2 separate regions of the Salmo salar genome follow, and region 2 is linked to region 1. A link is a contact called in public Hi-C data. All regions are on one chromosome and are shown on one strand. Each heading gives the region's core, a stretch centred on a gene start, on an enhancer-like site or on the middle of the called end of the contact. The rest is flanking DNA. Distances are from core to core; before and after follow the strand shown. Region 1 holds the start of stk10 (serine/threonine kinase 10). Region 2 overlaps stk10 (serine/threonine kinase 10).

Evidence for each region. Hi-C and Micro-C count contacts between places; a contact is called where the count stands out from the background.
Region 2: a contact with region 1 is called in a Hi-C map of gill, with 6 times the contacts expected there. The contact joins the enhancer-like site here to the promoter of stk10 in region 1. A contact is called at or near these places in 3 of 3 Hi-C or Micro-C datasets (blood, gill and muscle).

What each region holds. Positions count from the first base shown.
Region 1 is chrssa04:75,359,684-75,367,537 of Ssal_v3.1, forward strand. stk10 (serine/threonine kinase 10) reads left to right here and starts at 4,179. Exons shown (of 19, transcript XM_014198029.2): 1 at 4,179-4,791. The coding sequence starts at 4,633. It overlaps LOC106603842 (cytokine like 1), which reads left to right and starts at 2,279. Exons shown (of 4, transcript XM_014198028.2): 1 at 2,279-2,437; 2 at 2,512-2,556; 3 at 2,745-2,891; 4 at 3,320-3,619. The coding sequence starts at 2,288. The coding sequence ends at 3,388.
Region 2 is chrssa04:75,405,628-75,413,481 of Ssal_v3.1, forward strand. stk10 (serine/threonine kinase 10) reads left to right here. Exons shown (of 19, transcript XM_014198029.2): 9 at 256-867; 10 at 4,068-4,198; 11 at 5,221-5,344; 12 at 7,268-7,447; 13 at 7,717-7,809. Among protein-coding and RNA genes, the nearest start is that of stk10, 46 kb to the left of the region's middle. Within about 2 kb of position 4,829, at least 4 of the 13 cell types and tissues checked have an H3K27ac peak or open chromatin away from gene starts, as enhancers often do. A contact at or near this core is called in gill, where this site is marked.

The DNA of each region.
Region 1 (7,854 bases), core at 2,929-5,428:
GTTAAATAAAGGTTAAATAAATAAATAAACAGAAGTGCCCATCCAAGAAGGCTTAAGGTCATTGGCCACAGATAAAATGACCTAAAATCACCTTATATCTACCTTAGCTTTTATGGGCTGATCATGTCAACATCATACTTTCAAAATATTAGCTAGCAAGCTAGACATGCAGTCATCGTCATGCATCAAGTCGGCAATCTACAGGAAAATCCTTTTCAATCCATGTCATATGAAGAGAAATGATAGATAAACGTATCGGTGCTCATCGGCCATTGGACGTAAACATTACACAACAAGTTGGAAATCCCAAATTGCTGGCATGCATCTACATTATAATTTTTTTGTTTGTTTGCCCCACCAAGATTTACATGTTATAATCACCACTGCTCAGGCAACTGGCACTCATCAAAATCAGACCAGATCACCATTAAATAGTTGGCACATCAGAAATAATATTTTTGATTAGATGAATTATGATGCCCTATCATGCCACACCTGCTGTTTATCGGTATTCACTGTGCTGTTTTTTGGTATTCACTGTGCTGTTTATTGGTATTCACTGTGCTGTTTATCAGTATTCACCCGTGGGCACTGTTACAAAACTGTAAGTAGTCTGTAGTTAATTTAATTTTTTTTACATATAAGTCTTGGTTTTTCATTTCATAGAGATAATCAAATTAGCTTTAAAAAATGGAGGGATAGAAGGAAGGAGTCCTCCCTTGCAGTGCTGATAGCCATTTTGATGGGTGTGATCCTTAAAAGAGCCTCCCTAGCTACAGAGGATTCCCTGGAAGTGGAGTCATACACAGAGGTAGTGTGTGAAATTAGCCCCACCTAGTGGATAGCGCTCTCAAAAATATAATTCAATTAACCCATGACAGCTAGTCCTTATCGTGTATGGACAGCTATGTTCATTTTTGCATACTGTTCTCAATGCTTTCACAATGATAACATTAGCATAATATTATATAGCTATACACCTACATAGGCCTATAGTTACCCCCACACAATGAGTTTGAGACTGTTGTTCTTGGAAACTTCCCTTTCCTTTGTATAACATTGCTCAATATGCAAATAAAAGATGACTAGGGAACATACATTGTTCTTCTCAGAATTCCTGCATCAACATACTGACATGTTTAATTCATTTGTATGGGAATATTCATTTAGTATGGATGTCATCCAAAAGATTCAGCTTGTAATAGCTGGACAATCTCTCCAAAAAATGTATCCTAAAGGAATGTCATTTAGGAAAACCATACTTCATTTGGTGTCAGATTTGTCCAATGTTTTATTTTGTTTGGGGTGAAGCCTGATAGGCTCCAATCAAAGTGCATGAATTGAGTAAACTGAAGGGAAGAGGAAATGTAGCCAAAGTAAAACCATCGTGTGCGTTTCGGCCACCATCAGGTTATAAAATTCCAGAGTGAAAATGTAAGATCATTTTATACATTTTAAAATGGGTTCAGGGACCAATCATAATGGCTATACAAAATAAAAATTATGTGATTGGTAAATATTGTTGTGACGTTAATCAAACACCTAGCGACCGTATCAAGGGGTTCAGACCTCCTGGCATAACAGGTAACGTGTTGGCTTAACAGTTGCTGGACCTGGGTTTGAAACTCCTTGAATACGCTACACAGGTGTCAGAAGTGGGATAGTGCTCGTGAGGCCATTGGAGAGGTGTGTACATATGAGGCACTTGGTATGGAAAAGCGTGGGGACACACTCTCCTGAAGAAAGGGGTTTGGTCAACACCTAGCAACCTCATCAAGGGGTTTGGACCTCTTGGCGTGACGGTTAAGGTGTTGGCTTGAAAGTCGCTGGACCTTGGTTCAAGTCCCAGTCAGGGATAGCATCCACCGCTTTTTCACCATTCTGTTCTGGAATTACTGTGTTTACTTTAGTATAATGGTCACCGTCCTCCTCAACATCACCACAGAATTACACATACAGTAAACAATAAGTACACATTTTTTCCTTTCCCCTAAGCAGGCATGCTACTCCTAAAGCCAGGAGGTAGAACCACATAACATTAACAAAGACTTCGGTGAGTAATGATTTAAGCAACTTTATTGTTCAATTGTGTGTGTGTGTGTGTGTGTGTAATCTCCCCCCTTCAACACAAATTAGAGCAGAGAATCTAACAACAACAACAACAACAACAAAGGAAACCAAAAACATTCTAGTGTGTAATTGTCTTAAGATAGTAACATATCATTAGAGGATTCCTACCTGGTTATATAAAGGCCCTCCTTGTGTGTTTCACTGTGAACTATCAGCTATGGCCATTTTAGGACACACACTACTAGCACTTTCACTGGTAGCACTGGTCCTATGCTACCCTAACCCACCGACATGCTACACTAAGGTGTTGAGTATGGCTCGAGACCTCACCCATCAGGCAGCGATGATCAAGATGGAACCTGAAACTGTAAGTCACTTACCATAGAGGGACTGAGCACTGATTGCAGTGGAGTATGCCTAATTTCTCTCTGTGTTTCCCAGAGGCGTTGCATGGCGCACATCCCACATCTCTACCTAGATGTACATGTAAGTATGACTATGGCATTGTGGAAAGTATTGTTGCAGTTTTCACTGTGTACTTTTGAGATCACTATTGTCTCTGTTTCATTAAATACATTTCCCTGATGTTGAGATTGCCGAAAAGTTAACTGATTTCTACTCCTGATCATTGTTGGTCTGCAACATAAGAACAGAAATGATATTCATCTTGACAGAACGCTTGCATCATACCGAAGATGAGGCAGTACGTGTTTCTGGTGGACGGCTTGCGTGAAATGCGCTGTGCTTACACCAGGAAAGTGCGCGTGGTGGGTCTCGCGGTCAGGCAACTGCACATGATCATGTCCCAGAGGTGTCACGGGGTAAGAGAGCGACGACTAGCATTCACAGACAGACTAGCCCTTGATCTAGGCTCCCTGTCATTCAGACTCCATGAAACAGAATGGGGAAACAGAGGAGAACCATAACAAAGCTCAGTAATAACACATAAAGATAGTACTATTATGGGTCAAAATAGTGAGCATCCTGATACAAATGATTGAAAGTACATTCTGTTCTCTGGGATTTTTTGCCATTCTACTGTATTTGGTCAAGGAAATGCATAAAGTTAAATGACCTTTCAGAAAATCAATACTCTCATATCCTCTGAAATGACATAATAGTTGTATGCTCTTTGTTAAGTCACTTTCCTCATGTTGCGTCATAGTCCTTGCACTGAATACTGGGTTTTTGTATTTACTGGTGCATTTTAGGGCACTGGCACTCACACGCCTCATATCTCTGTGTTTAGGAGCTGGTGTTCACCACTGATGACTGTAGAGCCTTGGACCGCCCGCCGATGAGCTGGAGCCGGAAATGACAATGCCACTGTTTGATGGGAGGGAGAGAGAGGGAGAGAGAGAGAGGGAGAGAAAGAGGGAGAGAAAGAGGAAGAGAGAGAGATAGTTGGTTATTACTGTGTACAATGCAAAACCCTGCAATGGGGAATTCAAACAGATTTAATGACATTGTACGTTTTCTTTGACAAATTACTTTGCAAAAAAGTACCTTAGCCTACAAATAAAAGTACATTGACGACATGTTTATGTTACATTGATGTGCTTGGCTGCTTGCTATCTATGAAAGCCTGGGTTTGAGTTGAAGCCTAAATGTTGTGCTTGTTTGTTTCTTCCTGGGCTGAAATTATTTTAATAAGACATCCTAATATGATACACTGTATGATCCATCATCCATCGTTCCAGATGTGATATGACTTCACAAAACGTAACTTTCTGGACGGCAGAATTAGTTTATTTCATCAAATATAAAATAGCCTTGCGAATTATAGTGTAAAAACGACCAAAGGGACCACATAATGGCAAGACCCAGAAGACCACAACAGACGGTATGTGCTGCTGATGTACCAGTACTATGATTAAATGCCACCTAGTGGCGCTTGTGGGCTGTAGAGTGCACCAAAATATATCCTTGTCTGCGTTTAAAAAGGCAAACCAATAAGATCAGCTCCAAAAAAAGATCTCGCTCTGAAAAAAGATCTGATGTGAAAATATCTGATGTGATTGGTCAAAAGATCAATTAGTGGGAAAAATATAATAATTGGGCTTGCTGTGTAAACTGTGTCCTAACTTCGATCACCTGTCAGTGGCCACATGCAATGGGTGGTAACTGAAAAACTTCACGCCTATATATCTAAACTGGGACGTGAAGTTCTTCCAACTACATATTTCGTGCGTAAACATAACGGATGTGGACATAGAAAACGACATTTACATTACGGCCGCGGGAGCGACAGGGTGGGGCTTGTCTTTTTACATCGAAGCAACAATTTATCCTCGGTAACTCTGCTGCAGCAGGTGGTCACCGTGTGGAAGTGGACAATCACTGTGAATGAATATGGAATATGAAGTTGTTTTATGACAACGCGTGGACTGATATGAACTGAAGGCTTATTGTCTTACTTGAAAGGTGTGAAAAATGTTGGGTGCGTGCTTCTAGAGATCAGGTCGTTTTTTTGTACGAATACTTCTTTGGTTGAACACGATTGAGTGAGTCTCAAAATAATTGCTTTCTTCAGAAACTTTTATTACATTTTGCGGTGAAACTATGGCTTTTGCTAAATTGAGCCAAATACTTCGCTTGTCTTCTTTTGACATAAAAAAGAAGGCAAAGCAATATGAACACGTTCATCGAGACATCAATCCTAATGACCAATGGGAAATTATCGGAGAATTGGGTGATGGAGCGTTTGGAAAAGTTTACAAGGTAAGCATTCTGGGTTTGTTTCAATAAGCTATTATGTTTATAAAACCATATAATTTTGTATGACTTCAAAGAGGTGATCATGGGCACGTTGTTGCGCACTGAGGGTAGGCGCCACTCCATTTCAGTTGAATCTGCTAGCCCATAGGCGGCACGTCCCCGGTCATCAAACTTAACATTTTTTAATTTGTATTTATAATAAAATAAAATAAATGTTGCTTGTAATATTACTAGCCACCTAGCAATTTTATGAAGTTAGCTCAGATAGTTCCCAATCTCCTAACCTCCTAACTAGATACCAAGAAGTCATTTCAGGCTATCAATCAAGTTAGACTAGCAACATTCTCCAATCTATGGTCAGGCTTAGCCCCCCTCTGGTCCACCCCCAAGCCATCCTCACATACTTTGTGCCCCCTCGGATTTGTGGGGTGCATGACTCCCCTGATAGTACCTCTGCCTATTTGTCAGCCTATAAATTATTTGTAGGCAACACACAATTATATGAAAACAGATGTGCTGTGCTGGCAATTATGGCATTTTTCTTGTTTGGGCTGTCAAAACCAGTTCACTCATGTATCCATCTCAAACAACGTGGTTTATCAATCTCAGGGGAAAAAGTGTATATGCAAATATAGGAGTAGACTTACGCAATTTCAGAGACTTTCATCTGCCTTTGAAATGCATACTACCAGCAACATTCTGTGCCCTAATTCTGAATGACATTTTAAAATGACTTTATTCTGCTCTTTCTGTAGCCATGTCAACCCATTTTGAAGTATTTAGTTAATCTGAGTGAGCAAATTAGCATGATCCACAGCGTATCATAAATACCAATGCTTGTGACATCAGATTTATTCATGTTGCCACTTGGACCAGATGTTTCCATGTCAGCAAATTAAGTTATTTGATTGTTTTAGTTTTTTTCCCTACAGTATTAAATTGGCCCATCACCAAATGATGCATTCTGACCTGCTTACTTACAGGTCTTACTAGTTCCTATGAACTAGGTGATTTGTTAGTTTCCTGTTGGTGTACACTTGCCATCGTCGCTTTCTGATATGAAGACCACTAGCTGTGAAGGCAGTGCTACAAGTAGCTTACTCAGTTTTCTGATGTGAACAAGTGTCATGTGGGTTTTCGTTATCATCAAGAGTAAGAGATGGTTACTTAGCACACCCTGAACGTTTGGACTGGCAGAAGGAGAAATGTCTTGAATACATGAACATTTCACAAAGTGCTGAGGGACACACAGTAGGGAGTTCCTGGATTTGCACAGTTCAATGCACATTTAACCTGTCACCTCTCATCACTAACTTCATAATCATTTTGATGCTAGACTACAACTTGAATGATAATATTTGAATGTTCTTTTGTGCTGATTATTTTCACTACTTGTGAACTTTGAGAGAGATTACTTTCTTTTGATGGGCAGCACACTCTGATCTAATGAGTTGCCTCTGCGCATAAAAACAACATCCTCTCTGGGCAGCTTTAAAAAAAACTGTTTGTCTTCTGTGCCAATATGAATGTACCATACAATGTAACTGCAATGATGAGATGGAGGTCCTTCTTTGTTTTTATGTTTATTATCTCGCTGTCATACTGTGTTTAACCCTGTTCCATCTTGCCTTGACATCTTGTCTCAAGAGGACCACAATGGAAATAAGTGTTTTTGTGTGTTATCCTCACTGATTTTACTAATTTTTTTAAATGGTAGAATTAATAAGCTAACCAAAAAAAAGAAGCCCATTATAGACAGATCAACTCCTGTTGTGCTGTTGTCTTAACTGGGCTCCATTTGGATCCCCCAGGACACCCCACTACTAGCCTTCCCTGTTCGCTTCGTCCAAACTCAACTCTAGTTTTGTGTTAGGATCGCTATTTAATCTGGTTCTTTTAGCCCCCACTTTGCAACATGGCGGGAGAAGTATTTGCTCATTCCCAGTGTAGTACAGTGAGTGCCTTTGACTTTGGGGGCCATTGGAAGAAGTTAGGTTGGGCCAGTGCACAGTGCACACACGTTTTAAACCGGCATGTGAGCAAAAACCATGTGGCATGAGCCACCCTGATATAAAGAAATGATGCTTCAGTTAACGCCCCCACGAAAATATACCTCCTGAAGTAGCAGGTATACCTTGACAGTAGCTAATGACTAAGCAGTTGTCAGTCCGGAAAATACTTAATCATTTTTCCTTACCCTTCAGGACTGAGAATAAAATTGAGTGAACTACAAGGCATCTTTGGAATTTTAACACTTACAATGGAAACGTGATAATAGACAGTCTCTACATCCTTCCTCCCTGGCTACATGTGATCTCCAGCCCCCATACAGTTTGGCTGTCCTGGAGTGCATGAGGAGGAGTCAGGGTCAGGAGGGAAGCTGTAGGCCGGGAGAGTGATGGAAGCACTTCCTGTATTCCCGTCAGGCTACTGACTAATCAGTCTGTGGGAAGAGAAGGGGCTCCGTCCACAGGGAGTAGACTTAAGGCTCTGTCTCAACGAATCCTAGATTCCTCACAGCCTCTCTTCTCGCCTCCTTCTCAAAACCTATTGGAGAAGAAGATCTGAGGGGCCGTTGGCCTCATGATCTGTGTTTGCTGTACACATCGGGGTAAACAACAGGGCTTTGTTGACATGGTCTCAGGTTTTCCATGTCATGGGGTTATCACGGTATCATGCTCGGGTTGATGGCCCTATTGGCCTGTCAATGTCACTGTCACCAGATGGTAAGGAGGACATCGTAGTCACTGTCACAGACAGCCATGACTAGAGGTGAGGTACAGTACCTGTCAAAAGTTTGGACACACATACTCATTCCAGGGTTTTTCTTTATTTGTTACTATTTTCTACATCAAAACTGCGAAATAACACATGGAATCATGTAATAACCAAAAAAGTGTTAAACAAATCAAAATATATTTGAGATTATTCAAAGCAGCCATCCTTTGCCTTGATGACAGCTTTGCACACTCTTGGCATTCTCTCAACTAGCTTCATGAGGTAGTCACCTGGAATGCATTTCAATGAACAGGTGTGCCTTGTTAATTTGTGGAATTTCTTTTCTTA
Region 2 (7,854 bases), core at 3,579-6,078, 47 kb after region 1:
GAGCAGAGGGACTTGATGTAGGTCGGAGTTTAAACAGGAATAACTGCATTCCACGATACAGTACCACTAAAGGTCAAAACCAGCTTTCTGCTGCAATATGAAGCCAAGAGACTAAGACTATTAGGCGTTAAGGCTACATCCATTTTAATTTGACTCATATTAAAGTGATTACTTTCAACATTGGCACTGAAGGTGCTTCTGGCTGCTGATAGCCTCAAATAACAATGGATTTCTTCTCCTCTCTCTTCTCTCCAGTCTCTAGACAAGGACCCGTCTCAGACTAGTCTAGAAGGGGACCAACCCACAGACACACCCTCCAAAACCCCTGTGGTGGACGAGGCCAAACCCCCCCTAAGACCGCCCCACAAGGTCGATGACCAGCTGATGGACCGACAACTCCCCGATGATGGCATCAGCATCGTGGACTCGGACAAGCCCGAGAGCGAGACCTCCGGCAAGACGGCCTCTGACTCGGGCATCGAGGATGGGAAGAGCACCCCCACTTCGGACGAGGGCAAGCCCGTGGACACCCCCGAGACCGAGAATCCTCTCCTGCTGGCACCGCCCAAGGTGGTAGAGGTACCAGAGATACCCCAAAGCCAGGAGGGGGGCAGCAGCAGCACCCTTACCCCAGACCCCACACCTCTGATCGGGATGAATGGCAGCATGAGGAGTGGGCCTCCGGAAAGGGCCTCTATAGGGGCTAACATGGACAACCTGATGCCCCACCACAATGCCAATGGCAGAATTTCCAAGAGGTACTCTGACGCGGGAAGCATGTCTGCCTCTGAGAGCATGGACATCAGCCTCAACCTGTCAGGAGACATGTCAGTCAACAAGGACGACGGGACCCTCTCCTCCAGGGTGGTGAGTAATCCCATGTTTAATGTCACATTCCACTGAAGATTTACCCCACTCTTTTACCAAAAAGTCTATGACTTTTTAACTTTTGTATGATTATTTCCACGGCTAGGCTCCAGTGGCTTACTGAGCTATGGCCTTGGCGTACGTGCTCTGACTTGGGGCGAGACCGCTGGGACTTCCCTGGGCGGCACTTTACATAACAATGGCTACCTGTGGACATGGTTAACACATTCCACGGTTAACACCTGAGTATGCAGAGGCTGTTGAGTTCTCATTAACATAATCACTGGAAACACTAGTGAGTAAGCTTCAGTTTTGTTATGTTACTTTATTCAAGATCTGGAGATAATTAGCCTTAGGGAAGCTTTAGTTATACTTTCACATGTTTGGCATTCTTCATCAAGATGAAACTGGTTAAACCTGAACTTCTAAAGAGAAAAAAAATGACTATTTCAAAGATGCTATGATGGAGTAGAGCAGGGATGGGCAACTGGCTGTCTCCTTTTGATGCCCCTCGGGTCAATTTTAGGAACTCAGTCGAGGTCTCAACTTACTTGTTGCGAGTCAGAATAGTAGAATTTTGAAATTTGGTTGTGCATCAACAGTTTTTCGCTTTTTATGTCAGTCCCTGATAGTCACATGCCAGTATTTTTTGATTGCTAAGTTAGTTAAAGGCCAGCTATCTAAACTTGTTCTCATGGTCAACTTATCGGCCAGGGGGCCCATTTTGATTTAGTAAGTCAGTGTCACTCAGATATCATATTAAAAATTGGAAACATTTCTCTCCACTCTATGGCAAAATGTGTAGAATTGCAGGAAGTGAGTTGTGCTCATTTTGCTCTCTGCCCCATGTCCTTTTAAAGTCACCAGAAGTGACCTTACCACAGTCATTCTATAAAAAAAATCTCACCAGGGTGCCCTGTCCATATTCAAATAGAAATGTGCGTTATAGATCTGTCATTCTCATTCAAAGGAAGTCAAAGAAATGATAGATCTGTTCTATGTGCACTATTTCTATGCTTCTCATTAAGTTTCGTTTTTGCATCTTTTACTTTCGGTTTTGTACACCAGCTTCAAACTGCTGAAAATAATATTTTTGGTTATGTAAAATATATTTCACAGCGGTTTACATGGTACAATGATTCTCTACACTATACTTGTTTTGTTACATAACCTGAAATTAAGCGAACTATTAGAATTTTAGCAACCAGAAAATGGAGTAGCGATTTCTGCATAGTGCAGCTTTAAAGCAGAAATCAGCATTTGAAACAATAATGAAGCGTCCTGCCTACGCTTTCTGGGTAAAAAGCTGAGGGATGGGGCTCACTGACAGAGCTATGGATGCAAGGACTGATCATCCATGATATCAACATTATAGTTTTAACCATGTTTTGAGGCTACAGTGTTTGTTTAAATGTACTTTCTTTAAACAAGCTTATATTTTTGGTTCTGATGGGGCATGACAGCTGAACTAAGCTCATGAAGCATTTCTAAGTTATATTCTTCAAGAATCAATGGGTACATATCATTCATTGATAAGTCCACAAATGGATGTAGCAACTGCAGATTGCCCCTTTTTTAAACTATCCATAACCTGAATTCATCCATTTTGGATCTTGTCAAGCAGTGGAACTCCACTGACTTCAAGCTGATATTTTTAAGTAAAAAAAAACAAAACAGCTGCATTTCTAGCAAAAAAGGCTCTGAGATTGAATCAAACTACTGTTCTCTGGGAAATGGACACATCCATCCTTTAATGCCAAGTCTGTTTGATCTAATGTGACTCCATTTTCCATTCATTATGACCAATGGCTTTATTCAGCATTCAGAATTGTGGATGTCGTTTCTATGCGGCCGTTGTTGCCGGGGAGTTTCTGGTTGTTTATGGACTGGCCATCACTGGAGTTCTATTCATTGTTCACAGGGGAGTTTCTGGTTGTTTATGGACTGGCCATCACTGGAGTTCTATTCATTGTTCACAGGGGAGTTTCTGGTTGTTTATGGACTGGCCATCACTGGAGTTCTATTCATTGTTCACAGGGGAGTTTCTGGTTGTTTATGGACTGGCCATCACTGGAGTTCTATTCATTGTTGGACTTGTGTTCCGTTTGTGATATGTCTTTTCTCCACACTGGGCTAAATTAATGGGATTTTTGTGTTATCCCCAGTAACAGTAAGTGTGAGGTTGTGTTCAGGAGAGATGGGCAGGTCAGGAGGACCAGGGGTTTATGAATGGAGATGTATGAGAGATCACAGGGAGGGAGGCTATAGCCAAAATGAGAGGCCCCAGCTGAGCTGCTGCTGCTGGTACAGACCCCTGGGCCCTCTGAGAACACTGGATGTGTGCTCACTTGTTCACGTACATACGCACAGTATGTACACACACACACAGTGTCTCTGTCAAAGGTTTAGAATGGCTACAGCAGGACATGTTTACTTCTCTGGTGAGAGATGTAGAGAACAGAGTTTGTTCAGCTGGCCCTATACACTTTCATTTTTCATCAATAGGATGATTATTATTTCCACTAAGAATTTTGAAAGGTAGCCGTGTCACCCAGGGTCGTGCTACTCTTCCTGGGGAGAGTCAGGAGTAGGTCTGACCCAGTAAGAACCAGTGTGGAGCCTGTCTATCTTTGTACTGTATTGGGGGTTGACAGAGCTCTGTTGTCAGAGAGAATTTCACTTCCTGCTTGGCTCTCCCTCCCTGTGCAGCAGAGCAGTGTGATTATAGAGGAACATGCCCAGCAGGATCACATAGTCTTACACAAGTACTGCTCTTTCCTGTCAACTGGCAGGCAGGCTGTACAGTGTTCTCCATTCACCACCTTCTCCTTTAAAGACACTAGTGTGGTGTTCTCATGTTTCAAGGAAAGGAAACAAAACATGAAGCGGACTATATTTCCTGATTTAAAAATGGTCTTAACGGTGTAAACAACACTGCTGCAGTCAGTCACCCAATTGTGACACTAAACACACAAAGCCTCACTCTATATAGTAGCCTCTTTAATCACTCTCTACCTCTACCTCCATCTCTCCGTCTCTCTCATTTTCAAGGGGCTTTATTGCAAGTCTCTCTCATTTTCAAGGGGCTTTATTGCAAACAATAAAAAGTGAACAGTAAATATTACACTCGCACACATTTCAAATGTCTGTATACAGTGTTGTAACGATGTGCAAAAAGTTAAAGTACTCCCTCCCCCCAGGACTCTCGCTTCTCCAATAAGACATTGAAGCGCACCAGGAAGTTTGTCATCGACGGCGTGCAGGTCAGTGTGACCACATCCAAGATCATCAGTGACGATGAGAAGAAAGATGAAGAGATGAGGTTTCTCAGGCAAGTCTCACTGCTTCCTGGTAAACCCTTCTTGTTTTCTCCCTGAATCAAGGTCAGGAAAAAGGGCCGGGTCTACTCCGTCTCTCTGTATAAAACAGGATCTCTGGTACACTGAGTTGTTGAGAGCCTGGGCCGTGTTCGGATGTCCCTAAAGTAAACAGACTATTTTGGGCATCCTGGTCTGCTCTTTTCCCTTTGAGATCAGTGCACAAATACACAAGAGGAGCTTTGTGACAGCAACAAGTGGCTAGACGTCATCAGAAAAGAATTCAGCTGAAAAATTGCAAATGTCAATAGATGAGACAATGGCCACAGATCAGTGTGAGTCGTGTGAACAACATGGCATGGAACATTCTATATTCCTTAGTGATAGGGATTTATCACAATCCTTCCTTAACAGTGATAATATATTTAATTTACTAGTAAACACAATGTGTACCAGTCACTGTTTTTTTATGGGACAAATATTTCACTATTTCACATGACTATTATGACACCCTAAATCCCCCCAATCGACAACATAGTTAATCTGGAAATGAAGAGGTTCACAATCAGAGTTCACAGTGTCCTGAACAGTCATTGTGCCTGATTTGAAGACCTTGAGCCAGTAGCCTAGTGTTCTCACTGCTATCTAGTGGTGATAATGTGACACTACACCCTGTGTTGGTTCATCAGTTCAATCTATGGTTCAGACACTGTCACTCACACACTTAGATTCCTCTCATCTCTAAGCTCTCTGTTGTCATGGAGGGAGCAAGGCTATTGCCTGAACTCTCCTCTTATCTCATGGAGACAATATATTCTGTCTTCTAATATGAAAGAAGCTTTTGTGTCATGGTGCTTATAACTGATTCAGTCTACAATGTTGTGACCGACTGTTTATTTGATCTTTGATGCATTATTTGCCTCCAAGTCTTTTTAGGCAATGTCATATCTCCCAGTGTTTTTACTGTCAAAGTACGTGAAGGTCAAGACCTATGACAGTAAGAATATTTGAACTGTGTGTGTGTGTGCCCGCGCAGGCGTCAGGAGCTGCGGGACCTGCGTCTGCTGCAGAAGGAGGAGCACCGTGCTCAGGCCTTACTCAACACCAAGCTGGACGCTCAAAGAGAGCAAATGCAGCGACGCTTCGACCAGGAGATGAACGTAGGTCTACACATACCACACACACACACACACACACACACACACCCCTGATTTAGTGTTTGCACTGATAGAAGTCTCTGACACACACCATGGTCTTCCTTTACCTCCCACCACTAATGGAAGAAATCCCAGAATTCCTCCTTCCTCCATCCACACCAACACAATGATATTAGCTCTCTTACTCTGTTTATTTTGAGGGACTCCCTGAGTTCACACTAACACCCACACACTACTATCACATCAACCCGTCCCTGTCGTGCCAACGTCCCCCCCCCGCCTTGTCGTGCCAACGTCCCCCCCCGCCTTGTCGTGCCAACGTCCCCCCACTTCCCCGCCTGGTCGTGCCAACGTCCCGCCTGGTCGTGCCAACGTCCCGCCTGGTCGTGCCAACGTCCCGCCCGGTCGTGCCAACGTCCCGCCTGGTCGTGCCAACGTCCCGACCGGTCGTGCCAACGTCCCGCCCGGTCGTGCCAACGTCCCGCCCGGTCGTGCCAACGTCCCGACCGGTCGTGCCAACGTCCCCGCCTTGTCGTGCCAACGTCCCCGCCCGGTCGTGGCAACGTCCCCGTCCCGTTGTCGTCGCTAACGTCCCCGACCGGTCGTGCCAACGTCCCGCCCTGGTCGTGCCAACGTCCCCCCACTTCCCCGCCAGGTCGTGCCAATGTCCCGCCTTGTCGTGCCAACGTCCCGCCTTGTCGTGCCAACGTCCCGCCTTCCCCGCCTTGTCGTGGCAACGTCGTCCCCCCCTTCCCCGCCTTGTCGTGGCAACGTCGTCCCCCCTTCCCCGCCTGGTCGTGGCAACGTCCCCGCTCCCCCCCGCCTTGTCGTGGCAACGTCCCTCTTCCCCGCCTGGTCGTGCCAACGTCCCCCCCGTCTTGTCGTGCCAACGTCCCCCCCCCTTCCCGCCTTGTCGTGCCAACGTCCCCCCCACTTCCCCGCCTGGTCGTGCCAACGTCCCCCCCCCCACTTCCCCGCCTGGTCGTGCCAACGTCCCCCCACTTCCCCGCCTGGTCGTGCCAACGTCCCCCCTTCCCCGCCTTGTCGTGCCAACGTCCCCCCCTTCCCCGCCTTGTCGTGCCAACGTCCCCCCCCCCTTCCCCGCCTTGTCGTGCCAACGTCCCCCCCCCCTTCCCCGCCTTGTCGTGCCAACGTCCCCCCTCCCCCGCCTTGTCGTGCCAACGTCTCCCCCCCCCCGCCTTGTCGTGGCAACGTCCCCCCCCCCGCCTTGTCGTGGCAACGTCCCCCCCCTGCGGCGTCTCCTTCCCCCGCCTGGTCGTGCCAACGTTCCCCCCTTCCCCGCCTGGTCGCGTGCTAACGTCCCCCCTTCCCCGCCTGGTCGTGCCAACGTCGCCCCCTTCCCCGCCTGGTCGTGCCAACGTCCCCCCCCCGCCTTGTCGTGGCAACGTCGCCCCCCCCGCCTTGTCGTGGCAACGTCCCCCCCCGCCTTGTCGTGGCAACGTCCCCCCCCCGCCTTGTCGTGGCAACGTCCCCCCCCGCCTTGTCGTGGCAACGTCCCCCCCCCCACCTTGTCGTGGCAACGTCCCCCCCCTGCCGCGTCGTGTCAATCTCCCGTTGGATAGCTGTCTAACGGAATCCTTTTTCTCCATCCCCCCTCGCCAAGAGAAATATAAGACGAAGAAAACCTTTGTCATGTCTGTCAATTAACAAATAAATAACACCCACGTAAGAATAATAATAAGAATACTTTTTTATTATTAAATGTGGGATATTATCTCTGATACCCTTTTTTCACATTTTACAAATTATATAAAAATAAAATGTACATTTTTCCACAGTAACCTCTCCGCTCTAACTCCTTCCAGCCCATCTGGATGACCAGGATCATGGCTACTTATGATATAAATATGGTGATGGGTTTATTTCATGGTGAACGTGTTCAATTACTTTCTCTGCTCCTCCCAGGTGAAGAAGAAGTACTATGACACGGAGCTGGAGACCCTGGAGAAGCACCAGAAGCAGACCATCGAGAAGATGGAGACGGACCACACCGTGAGGCTCAGGGACGAGACCAAACGCATCCGCTCCGAACAGGACCACGACTACACCAAGTTCCAGGAGCAGATGAAGCACAAGAAGAAGGAGGTGAGAGGAGGGAGCGAGAGAGAATATGTGTGTGTGTACACGTTTAACTATACTTAAACCAACTCAAATTCAGAAAAGTGAGGATCTCACTTGTAAAATGGCGCTGTCTGGCTTAGGGGTTGGAATCAATTGTTGCTCCCCAAAAAGTCCTTACGTGTGTGTGTGTGTGTGTGTGTGTGTGTGTATCAAGCGTCTGGGTGATTAGTTTAAAAATGAAGGAGGTATTGTTATTAATATTAAGTCCATGGATTTTACAATCATTTTTCCAGGTGAAGAATGAGGTTGAGAAGCTCCCCAGAAAGACCCGGAAAGACGCCATGAAACAGAGAATGAACAGCTTTACACAGATGAAGCAAACGGAGGTAAACACAAGCTGCTTTCTCTTTCCCTCGAACACTGACCTCTAT